Regions from separate parts of the Rattus norvegicus genome. Here region 2 is linked to region 1. The links are chromatin contacts, called in public Hi-C maps. All regions are on one chromosome and are shown on one strand. Each heading gives the region's core, a stretch centred on a gene start, on an enhancer-like site or on the middle of the called end of the contact. The rest is flanking DNA. Distances are from core to core; before and after follow the strand shown.

Region 1 (2,838 bases), core at 108-2,607:
CATGTCCGCCGGGCCCTTGCCCGCGCCCCCGTCCTGGGGCCCGCCGCCGTAGTCGCCCCCGGGGTAGCCCTGGTAGCCCCGGGCCGAGCTGGGCGACGTGAGCAGTTGGTTGAGGGTGGGGGTGGCGGTGGGCTGGGGAGTTCCCCCGCCGGCCGCTGAGGGGCCGCCTCCCCCCATGGCCCCGAAGCGCTGCGGAGCGAAGGACGAAGACGACGAGGAGGCAGAGGCGCTGGAGGAGGGAGGCGGCTTGGAGCCCGCGGCCGCCGCGCCGGAGCCCGGAGTGCCACCTCTCGGGGAGCTCAGCGCGTAGGCCTGGGGAGGCGGGGGGTAGGCGCTGCGGTTGGGGTAGTAGGAGTTGTACTGGTGGTTGGGGAAGCCGTGGTCGTGCGAGTTCTGCTGGGGCCCGGCGTAGGGCTCCAGGCCCCCGCCACCGCCGCTCTGCAGCGCTGCCAGGCCAGGGCTTTGTTGTCCGCCATGTTGTTGGTGGAAGACGGCGGCCGCCGCGGCGGCGACGGCAGACGGGCTCCGGCCGTAGGGTTGCCCGAAGCCGTAGGCTGGGGGCGGCAGGGCGGCCGCGGCTGAGTGAGGAGGCGCCCCCACCCCGTCGCTGCTGCCGCCGCCGCCGCCGGGCGGCTCCGTGAGGTTATTGTTCAGGGCGGGCCTAGGGCCCGCGTTCCCGTTCGAGTTCTTCAGGTCCGGCTCCGCGCCGGGCCCGCCGCCGCTGCCGGCTCCGCCGCCGCCGCCACCCCCATTGCTCTCGGCCCCGTCCTGCAGCTCCTTTCCCAGCGGCTGCGGCGGCCCCACAGCGGGGCCCTCGCTTTCCTGCCCGGCGGCTGCCTTCATTTCCCCGCGCTCGGCCGCTGCCGCCGCCGCCTCGCCCCCCGCCTCCTCCCGCTGTTGCTGCTCGGCTTTCTTCAGCTCCGAGGGCGGCGGCGGCGGGTTGCCCAGGCTGCTGGCGGCGGCGGGGGCGACCTGCGCGGCCATGATCCCCGCTGTCTCGTCCGCGGAGAGACCCGGCCCTGTCTTCGTCTTCTCCCCCCTCCCACCCCGCCCCGGGGCCGAGTCCCCCGGGCTGCCCTCCCCACCCGCCCGGGCGGGCCTCGCGGGGCTCCGCTGCTGCGCTGCGCTCGCTCCTCTCCCCCCCGCCCCGCCGGCTCAGGCTCCGGGCTGGCGGCGGAGGAGGAGGAGGAGGCGGCGGCGGCAGCCGAGGCGCCGGCGGCTCAGCTGCTCCCGGCTCTGTCGGCTCGGGACCCGGCTCTCCCGGCTCATTCCCCCCAAGCCCTTGCCTGGGAATGAGGGGGGCGGTGGAGGCTCCGCTCCCCAGGGCCTGGCCCCGCTGTGACTCTCCGCTTTCTGCTGCCGGAGAAAGGAGGAGGGAGGGAGGGAGGGAGGCGAGGGGGAGGGGGCGGGAAAGGAGGGAGGGAGCGGGGGGGAGGGGGGACCCGGGACGGGCGGGCTGGAGGGCGCGCGGCGGCGGACGGGGCGCCGGGAGGCAGAGTAGGAGCGCTGCTCCGGCGGGCGCCCTGCCTCGCCTCCCCGGCCGCGGCTCGGGCCGAGGCTGCTGCGCGGCGGCGGCAGGCGAGCGAACGAGCGGGCGGGCGGGCGGGCGGGCGGGCGGCGGGACTGAGCAGCTAGAGCGCCCCACTCTCCTCCGAGTCCCCCTCACTCCGACACGAGGCTCAGCACTGCCATTTTACCCAGCGCCGTCGCGGCCGCCTGAAAAACCCGGAGTGGAGCGCGGAGCGGGCGCAGGCCGTGGAATGGACTCGCTCCCTTCCCCTCACAAAGGAGGAGGGGAGAGAACGAGCCGCGGCGGCGGCAAGCCCTCAGCCTCTTTCGCTCGGCAGCGCCGCCGCCGAAGGCTTCGGGGAAAACCCGGCCCGGAGCCCGCGCCTCCGGAGCCTGCGCCGCCTCTCTCGCGGCGTTCCCATCCTGGCCTGTCCCCTCCTGGCCGATCTGAAGGGAGCGGGCCGCGTGAACTTTACCCGCGCCTGCAAAATTGGCCTGAGCCCGAAACCGCGGCCGCAGCGGCCGGGACCTGACCCCCTGGCACAGGGCCTGGTCTCTTGGCTGCGACTTAGCACCTCCGCAGCACTTTTCTTCTTCAAAGCCTTTTGCAGACCTGCTCTTGAGACCCAGCTGAGTGAGCCCTGCTTTTTGCCCCCTTTGGCTAGCCCCAAAGGAGGACTGACCATTGTTCAAACTATCGGTTCTCCATGCCCTGCCCTCATTAGCCCTCCCTGACAAGGCCTTGGGGGCATGAGGTCTGGATTATCCCCCATTTTACCAACAGACAGAAGAGAGAGAGGACTGCCCAGGTCACTTAAAGTCAGAGGGCAGAAGAGTGTAGCTATAAAAAGTGGAGTCGCCAAAGCTGCATCTTGTCTACTTAGCCTGAGAAAAGGAGGAAAGGAGAAAAGAGAGGCACTTACGTTGTGAACAAATCCAACAACAGGATCAGTGTCAGGAGGTTTGAAATCGAACGTGGTCATCCCACCACTTCTCTTAAAATGGTGGCTACTGATGCTTTGGGGGCTTAAGACAGTCCTCCAGGCAAACCAAGCTCCATTAGCACTTCCTAAGGGAACCTAGCTCACAATGGCCAGTAGCCCCAATCTCCAAAAGTACCTTGAAGATGTAAACAAGCCCACAGAAAAGGCTCCAGGGACTGGAAGAACCTCAGTGTTCAAAAACCACTGCAAAAGAGGGATGCAGAAAATGGAAACCATTTCCTCTTTAAAGAGAGAAAAAGCAGAGCCTAATAGGTCACACAAAACGGATGCCCCTCAGATCTGCTGTCTCTCCTAAGGTGTAAGACTCCTTGAAGTTTACCAGAGA
Region 2 (2,838 bases), core at 187-2,686, 75 kb after region 1:
TGCGCTCCGAGTTTCCCACTGCAGGCCACTTTTAAAGCGTTTTGCCGTCACCTCCGCCGCCTCGCACGCATTCAGGCAGGTTGGCCGCGAACAAAGAAAACTCACTTCACACACACCAGCCCTAAACCTCCACTCTCAGGACAAAAGTGTCCCTCGGCAATGTTTTCCACATGGCTCTGCTGAAGGGCCATTCACTCACTTCGACCCTCTTTTTCTTGGGAGACAAAGGCACCTTTGGGCTGAAGTGACACGGGAGAGTTAGAATCAGATTTGTTATCGGAATTGCAGCCCTCAATTTTAGCAAGAGGCTCAATCTGTCTACGGCTACCACAGCAAGGCGGCCTTTACAATCCGGGAGCACCGGGCCAACTATGCACCTGCAAATATACCACAGAAGACATTGCAGGTTCCAAGCACTTTGAAAACCGATACTTAAACAGTCTCGAGGGACCCGATCCCCCACGTCGGGGATAATAGCTGCTTTGGAATCTGCTATTGGCACCAGAAAGCGTCCTCTGAAGTCACTCAAAAGCCATTTTTATTGTGCATTTGCAAACAAAGAGCCTCACCTCGCCAAAACAAAGTCTGTTACCAAATCAGGGTGGGAAGTCAAACTCATCCCAGGAAGAGTCAATTACCCTGGCAATTTTGTGAGGGGCTGGGAAGCGATTCCTGAGGGAGAGCAGCTCATGGAGGGTGGGTAGAGGGCTTCTGGAAGGGGGCTAGCTTCCAAAACTTTTCCTCCGTGAGAAGGGTGTTCCATTAACTCTGAAACCCTAGCAATTACAACAGAAGGGCCTCCGTGACTTCTGGTTATAAACTTTTTATGATTATTAACTGGGGAAATGTAGATTATGTGGAATTTTTAACAATGAACTTTAAAGCAACCTTGGCTCCTTTCTAAGGGACTTGCTTATCTGCAGTGTTGTAACCCGAAGCTCAGAGTCGGTGTTGGCGACCCTCGTGTCCCTCGCCTGAAAAGCGACCTTCTTACGGGACTCACTTCCTTGATAAGCAGGCAGATGCTCACCGCGCTGTTTATCTGGGGAAAGAAATACGTGTGGGAAAAGAAGCAATTTTCTTCTCATTGCGATTAAATAAAGTCATGATCGCCTGTTGTGGGATTAGCCTGCCACCTGTTGGTCAAAAGGAGAACAGCAGGGAAATAGGGACGAAAGCGCCCATCTAAGGGAAGGGTTTTGATGTAGTCAAAACCTTTCTGCCTCTTTCTCTCCTATTTCCTGTCTGTCTGTCTGCCCGCCCACCCACCTGCCTGTCTCTCTGTCTGTCCGCCCCCTCCCTTTCAACGGTTTACTGGTTTGTTATATGAACAGAGGTACTCATAAAAATGGAACGTGGGTCGGTGAGATGCCTCAGTGTGTAAAGGCACTTTCTGGCAAGCCTAAGAACTGAGTTCAATCCCCGCGACCCACGTGGGTGGATCGCACCAACGCCCACTGGTTGCCCTCTGACTTCCGCACAGACGGTGCTACGTACACACAGGGATTGTAACTGAAAGGTTTCCTGTATGTCAGGAAAAGAAATAGAATGAATAGTCCAAATAAAACTATGAAATAAATGTCAAGAATAGAGAACTGAGGGGTTGGGGATTTAGGTCAGTGGTAGAGCGCTTGCCTAGCAAGCGCAAGGCCCTGGGTTCGGTCCCCAGCTCCGAAAAAAAGAACCAAAAAAAAAAAAAAAAAAGAATAAAGAACTGATGTCACAAGGCTTTCCACAGGAAGGCAGAGGGGAAGTGCTATTATTAAGAGCTTGTTAGGGGCTGGAGAGATGGCTCAGCGGTTAAGAAGAGCACTGACATGGGTTGGGGATTTGGCTCAGTGGTAGAGCGCTTGCCTAGGAAGCGCAAGGCCCTGGGTTCGATTCCCAGCTCCGGAAAAAAAAAGAAAAAAAAAAAAAAAAAAAAAAAAAAAAAAAAAAAAAAAGAGCACTGACCGCTCTTCCAGAGGACCTGAGTTCAATTCCCAGCAACCACATGGTGGCTCACAACCATCTGTAATGGGATCTGGTGTGGCTGAAGACACTTATATAGAATAAATAGATAATTTTTTTAAAAAATTCTCTTGAACAAACTGTTTACCACCGCTTACACTAAACTTGACGAAGTGTGTACAGGACTGTGTTAGCTCTGCTGACCCCTGATCCTACTGACCCCCAACCCCAGATTGGGCAAACAGTTTATTTTTAAAGATAAAGAGAAGGGGTTGGGGATTTAGCTCAGCGGTAGAGCACTTGCCTAGCAAGTGCAAGGCCCTGGGTTCGGTCCCCAGCTCCGAAAAAAAGAAAAAAAAAAAAAAGATAAAGAGAAGATGAGGCTTGAGGATCCAAAGTGCAAGGTTATCCTGGGCTACATACTTCCAGCCCAGCCTAGGCTACATGAGATCCTGTCTCAAAAACAAAACAAAACAAAACAAAAACAAAAACGAAGAGAAAAGCAAGCAAACACAGGCTGGTTCATGGATTTTGAACTTATGTTTCTGCAGACCCAAGGAAATTGAGGTAATTGAGACTGTTTCTTCAGTTTTAATATTCAATATAGAGAACACAGAGGATTATCTTGAACTCAATATCCTTCATCTCCTCCATCTTTCTTTTTTAAAAAAAAATGTATTAATTATATGTGAGTACACTGTAGCTGTCTTCAGACACACCAGAAGAGGGCATCGGATCCCATAACAGATGGTTGTGAGCCACCATGTGGTTGCTGGGATTTGAACTCAGGACCTCTGGAAGAGCAGTCGGAACTCTTTTTTTTTTTTTTTTTTTTTGGAGCTGGGGACCGAACCCAGGGCCTTGCGCTTGCTAGGCAAGCGCTCTGCC

The links. A called contact is a pair of places that touch in the nucleus more often than the background predicts.
Region 2: a contact with region 1 is called in a Hi-C map of Schwann cells, with 4 times the contacts expected there. The contact joins the enhancer-like site here to the promoter of Arid1a in region 1. A contact is called at or near these places in 8 of 12 Hi-C or Micro-C datasets (the A7r5 cell line, the Rat2 cell line, Schwann cells and 4 more) and 1 of 1 datasets of contacts at active chromatin or transcription factors (oligodendrocytes).

Annotation. Positions count from the first base shown.
Region 1 is chr5:151,264,029-151,266,866 of GRCr8, forward strand. It overlaps Arid1a (AT-rich interaction domain 1A), which reads right to left and starts at 1,358. Exons shown (of 20, transcript NM_001401279.1): 1 at 1-1,358. The coding sequence starts at 984.
Region 2 is chr5:151,339,060-151,341,897 of GRCr8, forward strand. No RefSeq gene overlaps it. Among named protein-coding and RNA genes, the nearest start is that of Rps6ka1, 62 kb to the right of the region's middle. Within about 2 kb of position 1,437, at least 10 of the 93 cell types and tissues checked have an H3K27ac peak or open chromatin away from gene starts, as enhancers often do. A contact at or near this core is called in the A7r5 cell line, Schwann cells and liver, where this site is marked.